Regions from separate parts of the Capra hircus genome. Here region 1 is linked to region 2. Evidence: chromatin contacts called from public Hi-C data. All regions are on one chromosome and are shown on one strand. The core of a region is the stretch at or near the end of the contact, and the rest is flanking DNA. Distances in the headings are between cores, read along the strand shown.

The links. Hi-C and Micro-C count contacts between places; a contact is called where the count stands out from the background.
Region 1: a Hi-C map of blood shows a contact between it and region 2, with 4 times the contacts expected there. The contact joins the promoter of SEC14L1 here to the enhancer-like site in region 2. A contact is called at or near these places in 2 of 5 Hi-C or Micro-C datasets (both in blood).

The regions. Positions count from the first base shown.
Region 1 is chr19:53,963,476-53,970,280 of ARS1.2, forward strand. It overlaps SEC14L1 (SEC14-like protein 1), which reads right to left and starts at 3,307. Exons shown (of 16, transcript XM_018063719.1): 1 at 3,163-3,307; 2 at 717-809. The coding sequence starts at 779.
Region 2 is chr19:53,908,993-53,916,090 of ARS1.2, forward strand. No RefSeq gene overlaps it. Among named protein-coding and RNA genes, the nearest start is that of SEPT9, 27 kb to the left of the region's middle. Within about 2 kb of position 2,044, at least 2 of the 5 cell types and tissues checked have an H3K27ac peak or open chromatin away from gene starts, as enhancers often do.

The DNA of each region.
Region 1 (6,805 bases), core at 2,057-4,556, 56 kb after region 2:
TTCACTTAGAAACTGAAAGAAGGCAGCAAGAAATGTCACAAAGTCAAACTGGGGCCAGAGCCAGAGTTCTGAGCAGCTGAAAAAGCACATGAGCTGAAGCCACGGGGAAGGATGCCTTACAGTAATCTAAAAGAGACTGGAAAAAGTTTGTCTGGGTTTTTTTTTTTTTTTGGCCTCTAATGAAATTATTATTTCGAGCCAATCTCTTTAGGTAAATAACAAAGAAAATTAAGACTTTTAATTACCCCATTTGTGGAATTCTAATATGACTCAAGAATTTAATATTAGTGGAGGAAGCTCATTTCAGCACAGTCCTTAGAATCCTGTAAATTAAGCTCCATCCTTCAGTGCTCAGCTTCATATAGTGAATTCACCCTCAATCTAAATGAGCAGCAGAAGAAAAAAAAACACTCTTCACATCCCTTTTCTACTTAAACAAAAAAGGAGCAAAATCCAGAGGAAGAATTATTTAGTCACAATCCCACTTCTGTATTTTCAAAAGGAGAATTGACTTAAATTCACACACAACCCTGAGATAAATTTTTTTTAAAAAATGCAGATTTTGATTTTCAGAGACTTATAGTTTAAAAACAACTTCACAAACTTGCAAAAGTTCATAAGCATAAAAACAGAGTATGTAAAAGTGGAGCAACAGATAATCAAATTTGGACACCTAAGAAGATAAGATGCAAGAGAGTAAACTGCAAAGTACTTACAGCCATAATTAGTTCAAAGGGGTGTTTATACACCCTCACTGGTGACTGGTATTTTTGCACCATGATTGCGATAAAACAGCAATCCTTTCACACCTGCAAAACACAAATATTTGTGATAAATAAGCATGATATGGAAAAAATTTGCATTTACACAACATACTACAGTCTAAGGAACCTCAATAGATCACAGTTCTACGCACACAAAAGTCAAAAGATGATGCTTAATTATACAAGGGCAAGGGAAGGCAGGAAGACAGGAAGAAAAGGTGAAGAAAGGCCAAGTGGAGCGAGGGAAGGAGCACTGGTCTGAGGGCTGGAGGACTCAATTACCTTACCAGCCTCACCGCCTCCCCTGGGGCTGCCCTGGGTCCTTTCCAGCAAGTGAAATGCCGAGATTCAATTATTCTAATAACCCGTACAATTAGTTCTTGAATCATTTTCTCTTCAACTTCCATAAGAAGCCAAATAAAAATGGTGGCACTTCAAGATATTAAGCCCAGGACACACAAAAATACAAGTGGAAAAAAAAAGATACTACTGTGTCTCAATTTATGGGATACTCCTCAAAAGCTATTTTCAAAGGAAACTTGTCAATCTCCATTTTCTAACTGCACAGGCTACAACTTCAGGGATCAGTCTTCAAATGGCAGACACTCCAAGCCCTCTGGCTAGAGGCTCCACTGACTTTTTCAGCCTCAAATAGCTGTAATATCAGGACGCAATCAACTAAGTGTTCAAGCCTACTTCACCCGTCAAGAATCCTTCTCCAGGGGCACATTCAAAGGCTGGCTTCAGCCTAAACTGGATTTTTCTGAAAAACACACTTTTATTTGGAGCCCTCTATGGGACTTCACTTCCCTATTTAAAAGGGAGAAAGAAAAATAAATCCAAAGAGCCTACCTGTCCTGCTGAGGATAATCACTAAGAAAGTTATTTTATGCTAAGTACAATGAGAGGATATTCAAAAGTACAAAACGGAATATCCTCAAGGAGCCCAAAGTCTAGCTGTAATAAAAGAAAAAATTACAAAGGTATATTTTATTTCATGATTCCTACCCATATTAATTACATTTAAACAGATCTGGAACTTCCTCTGGTATGATTCACATACCTCTCAGAAAGACCAGGTTCTGGCAGCAAACAGCTATATCTGGCAGCTAAAGAAAAACTGCTAAAGAGTAACTCGGGGCAACCTCAAGCAAGTCATTTGACTTTCCCGGGACTCAGATCCACCTCTGTGAAGTGAGGTTCAGAGTGAGATAACACTGTAAGACTTCCAGCTCTAAAAACAGGAGTGAAGTGGCTCAGTCCTGTCCGACTCTTTGCGACCCCATGGACTGTAGCCTACCACGCTCCTCCATCCATGGGATTTTCCAGGGAAGAGTACTGGAGTGGGGTGCCATTTCCTTCTCCAGAGGATCTTCCTGACCCAGGTTTCGAACCCGGGTCTCCCTCATTGTGGGCACATGCTTTACCGTCTGAGCCACCGGGGAAATCTTAAAATCAGGAGACTCAGAGCCAAAACTCCTGAATCCACCACAATCAACTGGAATGCCGTCATTAATCTTGATTCTGGGACTGGCAGGTCCTGGTGCGCCGGGATAGAGTTCTGTTTAGTTTTGCCAACCTGATAATGCTGGTGCACAGCAGGAATTCGATAATCTTTTAAATTTTTAACTAGGAAAATTTAATTTTAGGGTATCTTCCACAGAAAGAGAGGATACTTACTGGGTATGTAAAGGGGTTGTAGAGACGGGGAGAGAAGTTAAAAAAAAAAAAAAGAGGAATGCGCGGTTAAGACTCCCGTAACACCCATTCGGGATTCCACTGCCTGGCAGAACCCGAAGCGACTACGCTCAAGAACCTGGTAATTCCCGAGCTTCTGAACTCCTGCCAGTTCCCAGCTTCGGATGCTCTGGTCCAAACCAACGTCCTACGTGGGAATCCAGAGTTACAACGGCCAAGCGGCACCGTGGACCAGGGCAGCCCTCTATTGCATGACAATCGGTGCTTTAAAATTAGCCAATGGCCGGACTCAACGAGTCCACCCCAAACAGGCTGGAGGGGCGGCCGGGCCCTCGGCTCCATCTGGCGGCGGGCGGGGGTGGGGAGGGTCCCAGCGCGGCGGTTTCTCGGGCCCCCAGTCCCAGGGAGACCCGGGGAGATGCACCTTGGGGGGCAGGCTGGGAACCCAAACTCCGCTTCCCCCAGGAAAAGGGGGGTCTCCGGGGCGGGAAGACAGGCGGTGATGGGGGCGGGGAGGGGGCGACTGTAGGAGCCTCACGAGACGGGGCGAAAGGAAGGCCCGCTCCCGATCCGTGCGGCGGAGCTGAGGCAAGCCGAGCGGGGCCGAGGGGCCGGGCAAGGGTGGGCTAGGCCGGGAGGCCGCCCGCAGGGGCCGGGACGGGGGCTGCGCACGGAGCCCGCGGCGGAGACGCGCGCTTACCTCTCGTCAGAAAAGCCGGGCCGGGGAGGCGGGGCGGCCGAGGGCGCTCATGCCGGCGGCTCCGTGGCGCCGTCGCCGTTCCACTGCCGGCCGGCCGCAGCTCCGCCGCCGGTTCCGGGGAGTGGGCCGGGGGGGTCGGCGGGGGCGGGAGCGGGAGGGGCCCGGCGAGGCTCGAGTGGTTGTTACGGGTGACGGGGAGGGCGGGGCCGGGAGGCCGGAAGGGGAGCGCGTGCGCGAAGGCGGCCTAGGGGCGGAGGCGGGCGCGAGGACGGTTGCTAGGGAGGTGGGCAGGGCTGACAACGGGGACCCAGCCGAACTGCGCAGGCGCCGACTCCGGGCCGGGCGGACGTGGGCGGCGCTCGGAGCCGGCGTTCGCCCAGAAGCGCGGAGGGCCAAAGGCCCCTAGCCCCGCCCAGGGTTGCGTCCGGGGGCGTGCCTTGGGTAAGGGGCGGGGCCCACAAGTAGCCCCTCGGAAGTGGCCGAAACCAAAAAAAAACCAAACCGGTGGTGAGCCGAGACCCGGGGGAGTTCCGCTGACTTGAAACTGGAAAGTCTAAGAGGCTTCAGAACAGCTGGGGCCTTCCGGCTTTGCCGGCGCCCACGGCCCTGGCTAGGCCCCCTGCCCGGAGGCCCTGCCCTCGGTCTGATCGGCGCAGAAGGCTCTCCGAGCTTCCTCGTTTTTTGTTGACTTCTGCAGTGCCCTGACCACATTCTCGCCGAGTAATGCAGATGAGGCAAATACCAGGGCTGGGGAGGGGCTGGGTGGGACCCAGCAGCATCTTGTCAACACGTCCAGGCTGTGCAATGAAACTAAGCCAAGCGGATCTGGCGTTTCAGCGAGAGCTCCAACTTCGAAGCACAAGTGTGATACACATTGAGACCTTTGGGGATTCTTAAGAAGAGCTAATCACTAGAGAGGGACTGCACGCACGTCCACCCACACAACAAGGCTGGTTTTACAGCCAACATACAGTTTCTCCATCAATGTCACTGTTGTTCCGTTCCCATTAGTCACCCTGGGTAGCTGTGCATTTGACGCAGCCAGGGCAGAGCACATATTTGGAACTGTTTTAGAATTCCCTTCAGGGCCAGTTTACCAGTCACACAAGAAAATCATTCATTACTTGATCACACCTTGTTTTTCAACTCAAACCATCATTCTCCAACATGATCACCTACCCTGCTTACTAGACTCATCTAGGAACTGGCTTTTGCCTGTTTGTAAAAATCACATCCACTTTCAAAAGATGCTGGGAAAAGAGACAGCCCAGTAAACAATAGCACTTATGAAATGGTCTCACCCCAGAATTGACCTCATCTGATAAGGCTCTAGATGCAACCAGAAATTTACAGGAAATAGAGAACAGAGCAACATGTTAAATGACACCAAGGGGGAAATTATCAGCCAAGCATTCATCATGGGAAATGCTGCGTGACAAATATATTGTTTATCAAAGTACAATGGAAAAAAATAGGATAAAGGCCACACTATAGATCAAAAGAAACCGAGGAATTTATTAAGTCATACACTTATAGTTTGTGTGCTTTGTATGTATATTTATACTTCAGTGAAATTTTTTTTACACATAAAATTACTTTCTTGAAAAATCCCAATTGTAGAAATCTTCACGTGGACTTCCCCGGTGGCCCAGAGGTCAAGAATCCACCTGCTAAAGCAAGGGACACAGGTTCAATCCCTGGTCGGGCTAGATCCCACAAGCCTGACCTAGATCACATGCCCACCCTTGAACCAGTCTTTTGATCCAGAGAGCTCAGTGTCCAGTTCTGGGTCACACAATCCCAACAGCGAAACCAGGGATAAGTCTCCAGCGAAACCTGGTGCACGTACAGTGACAGAACGTGGTTTAAAAAAAGAAAAAAGATACATGAACTGTATCTTTAAGCAGTATCATCAAGATACATAAACAGATTCCCAAGGTGAATAGACTCGGGAAGGGAGCAACACTCCTCTAGATGCATAAGGTATGGTGTGTTTGATTGTTTTAAAATCAGTTCCATTGGGCAGATATCCAAAATCTATAAGAAACAGCACTGAACACCACGCTGCAGAGTTTAGCAAAAAGATCCAGTCCTTTTAACACACGTGCACAGAGTTCTTATTATGTGTCAGACGCTGGGTGAGGCGTAAAGGTGAGCAGAGGAAAAGTATATCGGGATCAGGTTTGGCTGCCAGTGACCAAAAGCCAAAGTAAAAGTGCCTTGACAAGATAAGTCTGTGTCCCTTGCACATGAATCAAGTCCAGGAAAGTCCAGGGTGGGAATGACACCTCCCTGATCACTGTCAACTGCCGACTCCCTCAAGACCACCTGAATGTGGATGCAGGTGGCCTCTGGTCTCGTCATCAGGGACATAGGTTCCTTCTGTCTTGCTGCTTTCCCATCATGATGATGTGTCCTCTACCCGAGGTGAGCAGGAGGAGAGGATGAAGACCAAACATCCTTCCTTGAAAGATGCTTCCTTGGAAGTAGGGTGTGTGCGTGCAGTAGTGTGTGTGTGTGTGTGTGTGCAGTAGTATGTCTGTGTGTGCATGTGTGTGTGACAAGCAGAGCAAAGGACAGGCCTGGCGTAGCAGCAGGGCCCCACCAAAGACCATCCTGCTGCTCCTATCTTCCGGTGCACACCGGCTCTCTTCCTCAGACAGACTCTTTAAGGTCATATTATGAGAGTCTCTGAAACACCTTGACTGAGTCCCTAGCTTGAGGAGCATCTGTGTCCCTCTTACTTGTTGGATGGAAGCCCTGATGGGTGCTTTGTATAGGCCATTTATCAGATGCCTTTGGAATGGAGACAGAGGATGGCCGAGCTCTGGCATCCACAACGAGACACTCTGGTTCCCTTGGGTAACTCAGCTGAGTCCCCACTAGGAGCCTGAGTCTGAAATTGCCATTCCTGGTGGTCACCTCTGGCTGACAACAGGATGTGGCATCCACAACCTGGACACAGACCCTCTGGCCCGTTACATCTTCCCCAACAGGACTAACCTGAGCTGGGGACATGGTTATTGGTCCCTCTGACCACATCTTCTCCACCCATCTTAGTGCTCTATCAAGAGTCATCTCAAGAAAAGATCAGGAAGTTGTTGACACCTAAGAGGATTGGGGGTATGGATTAAAGGAAGGGTCATTGCAGAAAGGACACTGGGAGGCAAGTGATTGTCTTGGCTAACATTTCAGCCTGCTGAGCCCAACCTCTTGCCCACAACAGTGAAATAAACAGGAGGTAAGTCTGAACGAATCCTTTGAACGTTACTGAATCTCAAGGTCAGTGAAATATTCAGGCTGTGCTGAGAGCACTTAGGCTTCCCTGGTGTCTGAGTGGTAAAGAATGCCCCTGCTAAGGCAGGAGGTGCAGGTTTGATCCCTGGGTCAGGAAGGTCCCCTGAAGAAGGAAATGGCAACCCACTCCCAGTATTCTTGCCTGGGAAATCCCACGGACGAAGGAGTCTGGTGGGTTACAGTACACGGGGTCGCGAAAGAGTTGGGCACGACTTGGTGACTAAACAGCAACGCGAGCACTGAGTTCTGATTCTCTGGTGGCCCTACCCACCTCGGCATATACGATTTCTACTTTGGTCAGATCCTGGGACGTGTCGGGTCTCTTCCACTTCTGGAAGCGATCACT
Region 2 (7,098 bases), core at 794-3,293:
CAAGTGGGCACCTTGATCTTCACTGTGGCATGCCAGATCTTCAGTTGCGGCATGCAGGACCTAGTTCCCCGACCAGGGATCAATCCCTGGACGCCCTGCCTTAGGGACATAGTTTTAGCCCCTGGACCACCAGCAAAGTCCCAGAGCTGTGATTTTTCAACCCTGGCTGTTGTCTGATTGTCTATCAGCGGCTGCTCAGCTGACCCTGGCCCTCTGTGAAGACCTGCTACTGTCCACCTCTCTCTCCACATCCTTCCCACCCATCACTCGGCACCAGTCCCTAAAGGATTTCTCATAAGGGTTCCAAAAAGCTGGAAGTGAGCTTGGTTCTGCAGCTGCTAAATCTAGAGAGAGAAGATGAATCAAAAGTCACTACACAAAAACCAACATCGGGACTTTCCTGGTGGCTCGGTGGATAAGAATCCCCATGCCAAAGCAGCGGACATGGGTTCGATCCCTGGTCGGGGAAGATTGGACAGGCCGCAGAGCAACTGAGCCCATGCACCACACTGCTGAGCCTGAGCTCCAGAGCCCTCGAGCCACAGCTACTGAATCCACATGCCCTAGGGCCAGCAGCTCTCAGCTACTGAGCTGGCACGCTCCTGAGCCCGTGAGCCTACAGCCTGCACTCTGCAACAAGAAGCCACCACAGTGAGAAGCCTGTTCACTGCAGCTTGAGAGTAGGCCCCGCTCTCTGCAGCCTGGTTGCAGCAATGAAGACCCAGCGCAAACAAAAATTGCTGTTCAGTCGCTCAGTTGTGTCCAGCTGTTTGCGACTCCACGGACTGACTGCAGCACGCCAGGCTTCCCAGTCCCTCACTGTCTCCCGGAGCTTGCTTAGGCTCATGTCCATCGAGTCAGTGATGCCATCCAACCATCTCATCCTCCGTCGCACCCCTTCTCCTGCCCTCAACCTTTCCCAGCATCAGGGTCTTTTCCGGTGAGTTGGCTCTTCGTGTCAAGTGGCCAGTTTATTGGAGCTTCAGCTTCAGCATCAAGATAAACAAAAATAATTTAATTTAAAAAAACCAACATCTGATGCATCAGAGATTAAAGTATTAAAAAAAAAAGTAAAGCCATGAAAGCAACTTAAGAATGCAGCGAAATTTTTGTTGTTTTTGTCGTGTTGTGTGTGGCTTGCAGGATCTCAGTTCCCCAACCAGGGAGTGAACTCGGGCAACTCCAGTGAAAACTTGAAATCCTAATCACTAGGCCACCAGGGAATGCCCCCAAAATATAGGAAAACTTAGCATGGGGAAATCCTTTCTAAGCAAAATGTAAAACCCAGAAACTGTTAAGGAAAAGAAAATAGAGTTGACCTCATAAAGACTAACAGTTGCCCCATCTCATTCAGAGCTTAAACCAAAAAGCTGGTGGCCTCGCAGGACCCATAAGGCCTTTGGGGACCTAGCTGATCCCCCCGCCCCCGCCTCTGACCTCCTCCCTGTATCTGTCAGGACAAGCCCCTTTCTGCAGTAGTGACGGATAAACCCTGACGTCACGTTCAGTGGGGACTTACTCTCACTGTAGTCCAGTGAGAGGCAGGCAGAGGCCACTTCCCATGGTGACTCAGGGATGCAGTCCATCCTGGACATGGGCCATCACCCTTTGAGTTTGTCCAGGGGCAGCTCGTCTCCTCGGTACCAGGTCCCTGTCCCCAGCAGCCAAGTCCTGCGGCGGCAGAATCCAGGCACAGGTGAGGGAGGTGCCCGGCCACACCTGATGCCCGTCCTCATTCGGTTTGCTGAGCAGAACTCAGACTTTCTCTATTTCGCTTCTGAACACAAAGGATCTCCCGCTTGCTCGTCTATCCGTGGGTCAGCAGAGAGCGGTTCTGAAACCAGGTGACCAGGTCCCAGAGAGCTAAGCATCACCCCTACCCCTGCCCACTGGCCACCAGGGACCCTGCCCCTCCTCCAGGCTTCTCCCACACTGTTTATACTGCATGGATCCCCCAGACACCTCCGCAGTGTCAACACAGACCCAGCACTCACACACATGCACACATTAGCATGCCTACACACGCCAGTGCCCGAGGGGGTGCAAGGGTGGTGACATCCTGTCCGAGAAGCGCTGGCAGGGACAGAGCTGCCGGGCAGGGCTCAAGGCATACCTGTCAGTGGGCGGCTCCCGACCCAGGATTTCAGGAAAGTGAGCAGGTGCCTCACCTTGCCCTCGGGGCCACCCCACAGCTGGGCCAGGGCCACCTTCCCCACCAGGCCCTGAAGGCCGGCTCAGGATTCTTCTGGGGGCCAAGAACATATTTTAATTTCTCCTAAACTCAGAAGGAAACATGAGCAGTGTCCCTCGATTTCCGGGGTGGGGTAGCGGGTCCAGGCGCCCCTGTGGAGCCCTGATCCAGGGCATCCAGGGGACACCTGGGCTCCACAGCCACGGGTTTCAAGTCCTCAGATTCGCCCACCTGCGGCTCGAACCAGCCACGGTCAGTTGAATCTGTGGACGTGAAACCTGTGCCTACGGGGGGCTGACTGTCTCAGTGCTGAGTGTATAGTGAGTCCAGACTGCCTCTCATGCACTTTTATGCCTCCAGCCATGAAACATCCTCGCTCACGTTGTCTGATGGAGAAAGACAGCCTCCACCTGGAGCTTCCCCGGTGGCACTGGTGGTAAAGAACCCGCCCGGCAATGCAGAAAACGTAAGAGATGCAGGTTCAGTCCCTGAGTGGGGGAGATCCCCTGGAGGAGGGCATGGGCACCCACTCCAGCAATTCTTGCCTGGAGAATCCCCGTGGACTGAGGAGCCTGCCAGGCCTCCATGGGGTCTCAGGATCGGACACGACTGTGATGGCTTAGCACACACGTGAGGCCAGAAGTGAGGAGAACTCCATTTCACTCCATAGATATTTTGGGGTGTCTGCCCTGAGGCAGGTGCTGTCCTTGGCCCCGGCGGGGACAGAGCCGTGGGCCAAGCACACACACACCCACTGTGAGTGCGGGAGCTGTGCCCCCACCCCGGGCCTTGTGCTCAGCCCTGCACAGCGGGTGATGGGTGAGGGGTGGACAGAGAGAAGGTGCTGGAAGGCCCTGAAGCAGCTGTCCCCAGCAGCCACCTCCCTCCACAGCAGGCTGTCTGTCCTCCATTTCCATGGTCGGCCGAGCAGGGGGATAGTCAGCGACATCTAACCACCCCCGTGGCTCTCATTTCCTCCTTGAAATGGGAGGAGACGGTGATGCAAAGCTTTCTTGTTTTGTGTGCCCTGCCTTCTGATCTCGCCTTTGGCAGCTTGTCCTCATCCCAGAGGACCCTCCCCGGCAGGTACTGGTGTCTCCTCAGACCTGGGCCCCGGCTGGGTCCCCAAGTCCTTGGAGCGTCCCAGCTGTCCTGCACCCCTACATTAGCAGACCGGCTCTGATAACCACTTACTGGCTGTATCTTGACAGCAACCTGAGGAGATAACCTGCTTCCTCCCATTTTATCATCAGCAACAGCATTTTATCATCAGTGACAGCAAGCAGGTGAGAACCGGGGCTGTGGGAGCTCCTGGCTGGACTCAGGGCCGCTGTTCAGGGAGCACCCCTTCCCTTCTCTGAGCTGCACCTTCTTAAGCTGTAAGAGCTTGTGGCTCAGCCGGTAAAGAATCCGCCTGCAATGTGGGAGACCTGGGTTCGATCCCTGGGTTGGGAAGATCCCCTGGAGAAGGGAATGGCTACCCACTGCAGTATTCTGGCCTGGAGAACTCCATGGACTGTATAGGCCATGGGGTCGCAAAGAGTTGGACATGACTGAGCAGCTTTCACTTTCAGATCAGTCTAAGCTCTTTGCCCAGCTCTGACAGCCTGGAATTTCATTCTACGTAAAATAAAGAAGGATAAACCTATAGAGGGGAAAACCCAAATCAAAACACACACACACCCCAAGGAGAGATGATTCCAGATAAATCAGGCTTTTTGTTGTTGTAAGTGGTAAATGTCAAAGGCTTTGCAATGCCAGGACTGGAGCAAACTTTCTGCAATCTATCAAGTTTCCACAGGATGTATATACATAATAGGATGTATTTGTACAGAAAGAGGCTTGGCGTTAGGAACTGGCTCATGTGATAATGGAGGCTGACGAGTCCTGGGACCTGCAGTGGGCGAGCTGGAGACCCAGGCGAGCTGACGGCCTGACTCCTATCTGAAGGCAGGCAGATGGCAGACTCAGGAAGAGCTGGTGCCCACTCCAAAAGAGAAATAGCCAGTGTCTCAGATCAAGGCCACTGGGGAGGAGGAATCCTCTCTAACTTATGGGAGGGTCAACCTTTTCGTTCTATTCAGGCCTTGAGCTGATTGGATGGGGCCCATCTGCTTTCCTCAGTCTACCCAGTAAATGTTAATTTCATCTAAAAAAAAAAAACAAAAACACCCTCACAGACACACTCAGAACTGTATGGTGACCAAATAGCTGGGCCCCACGGCTCAGCCAAACCACCCACAGAATTAACCATCACACCTCTTCCAGGCAAGATTTTAGCAGACGTGGGAGTTTTCTCCCATAGCTGGGACTCCAGGGGCAGAGATGAAAGCAGAGACGCTCGCTGCCACCTCGATGACGGGCATGCACATCTTCCTCATGGCCACAAGGTGGCGCCCACGGACGCAATTCCCTGGATGGAGCTGTGACTAACCTTCATCGGCCGGAAGGGGGCTCCAGCTGGGGGCTGAGGATGGGTTTTGCTCTCTGACTGTAACGCAGGGACTCTGAGCAGGGATGCAGACCAGCCTGGCAAAACGGAAGGAGCAGGACTCGGCAGCCCGACAATTCCATGGGAATCTGGATGCTTCTACAGGAGCAGCTGGGAGGGTCCTACTTTCTGGAGCTAGGCACTCGCCTCTCTTAGGTTCCCAGAAAGAGCCCAGAGACTCCCCTGCCCTTGTGTCTCACTTTGACAAAGGGCGTTTGGGGCTGGTGCACAGAGGCTCAGTAATTTGGATACCCCAGGGCTCATAACTGGCTCTCTGTCGCTGTCAAAACAGGTCCCGGTGACCGACCGCACTCTTAAACCCAAAGGCAAGGTCAGAGTGGGAAAGTCTGGTTGCTTCTATTTGAAGGAAGAGAAAGGGCAGGTCATAGGCAGCACTCAGCAAGGGGTAGAATTTTACAGGGACCAGCCTCCGATTTTCTCCTGGAAGACCCCAGGGGCCCGGCTGTCACTTGCTGCCAGCTGGCTGGCACTGCTTTGCTGTCCTGGGCACAGACACCACAAATGCAGGGTACGTCCCCGGGCTCGAAACTTGGGCCGTGGGTGCCAGCAGCCCCCACCTTGTGATCTGGGTAAAAGGAAAGCAGAAGTGTTAAGTTGCTCGGCTGTGGCCAACTCTGCAGCCCCATGGACTGCAGCCCACTAGGCTCCTTTGTCCATGGGATTTCCCAGGCAAGAATGCTGGAGTAGGTTGCCATTTCCTTCTCCAGTGGAACTTCCCAATCCAGGCACCCAACCGGGGTCTCCTGCATTACAAGCAGATACTTTACTGAGCCACCAGGGAAGTCCAGGTAAAAGGAGGAGATTCCCAATGAAAGAACCAGCATTACTTTCCTTGTGGTGAAAACAACCCACCTAAAACCCTAACTAAAAAACAACAATAAACCTTACTATAAAACAGAGACATGGAAGAGCATAGTCGAATCCGCAACTCGGTGGAAAGACCGCCCCACGCCGCCCATAACCTGGGCTGCATCCCCAGAAGGAACCATCACTTGGCTATGTGCATCTCTAGGTAATACTGTTTGGTCTTGCTTGTTAAGTGAAAATCTCTTTAATTTATGGGACTCCCCCACTTCCATTCCTTTCTTCCCCGCACAATTTATTTGTTGAAGAACCCGAACCTCTTGTTTCCCGTAGTGCAGTTCTGCTGTTGCCCATCTTCTATACTTCCTACAAATCGGCAGCCAGACCCAGAGCCTGGCTTAGGCTGAAGAACCCACAGGGCTGCAGTTCTCCAGAAGACCAGAATATGCAGTTGTCCTTCTGTGACCTTAGCAGCTGAGCACCGAAGAACTGATGCTTTTGAACTGTGGTATTGGAGAAGACTCTTGAGAGTCCCTTGGACTGCAGGGAGATCCAACCAGTCCATCCTAAAAGAAGTCAGTCCTGAATATTCATTGGAAGGACTGATGCTGAAGCTGAAACTCCAATACTTTGGCCACCTGATGTGAAGAATTGACTCATTGGAAAAGACCCTGATGCTGGGAAAGATTGAAGGCAGAAGGGGATGACAGAGGATGAGACAGTTGGATGGCATCGCTGACTCAGGGGACGAGTTTGAGTAAACTTCAGGAGTTGGTGATGGACAGGGAGGCCTGGCGTGCTGCAGTTCATGAGGTCGCAGTCAGACATGACTGAGCGACTGAACTGAGCAACTGAAGATGCTGAACACTTATATCTGTTCACTCATGCAAAACGGCATTGTTATTCCTTTAATTAATTAGCTTGGTTACTTTCATGGGTACTGCTCTCCTGCTTCTGTCCATTTAGGAAAGGCAGGATAAATTCACCTTGTTTACTTACGAGCTTTCAAAATTGGTTCCTTATCGTCCTCCAAAGGGGATCAGTTCTATATGAAAATTACTTAGAATTATGAATTCATGGATTTTAACAGTCAGGGGGTTGGAAGTTGATTGCAATCTAAAGTGCTCCATTCTATTTATTTGGCTGCACCAGGTCTTAGAAGTTGTAACCATAATCCAGATGCTAGGGATTCTCCGTGTTTATGGGCTGCTCATGGTTTCAAGCTTGTTTATTATTCCCACTGTCCGAAAGTACAGTGGTCCTATGAAACCCTTCGTGAGTCAAAATAGCATTAAGGGAAGAAGCAATTACCTTAGGGTATGCTCTGGTAACCGGTTCAAAGAATAAACTGAGATAAAGCACAGATACTGAGACAGGGTTCACAGCTGCGGTGGCTGCGTGTTGAGATGCTAAGTGTGGTTTCTGGGAAGGAGCCTGGGGGGCCCTCCCTCACTACTCAGGAGCACTCCCTCTGTAAAGGCTGCTGCGAAACCAACACTGAACGCTATTCTCACTCCGCCTTTCACACAAGCAAAAATCCTCTTCGGATTTCTGTTACTGAAAATGGGTGTTAATGTAGGTCTTTCATAAA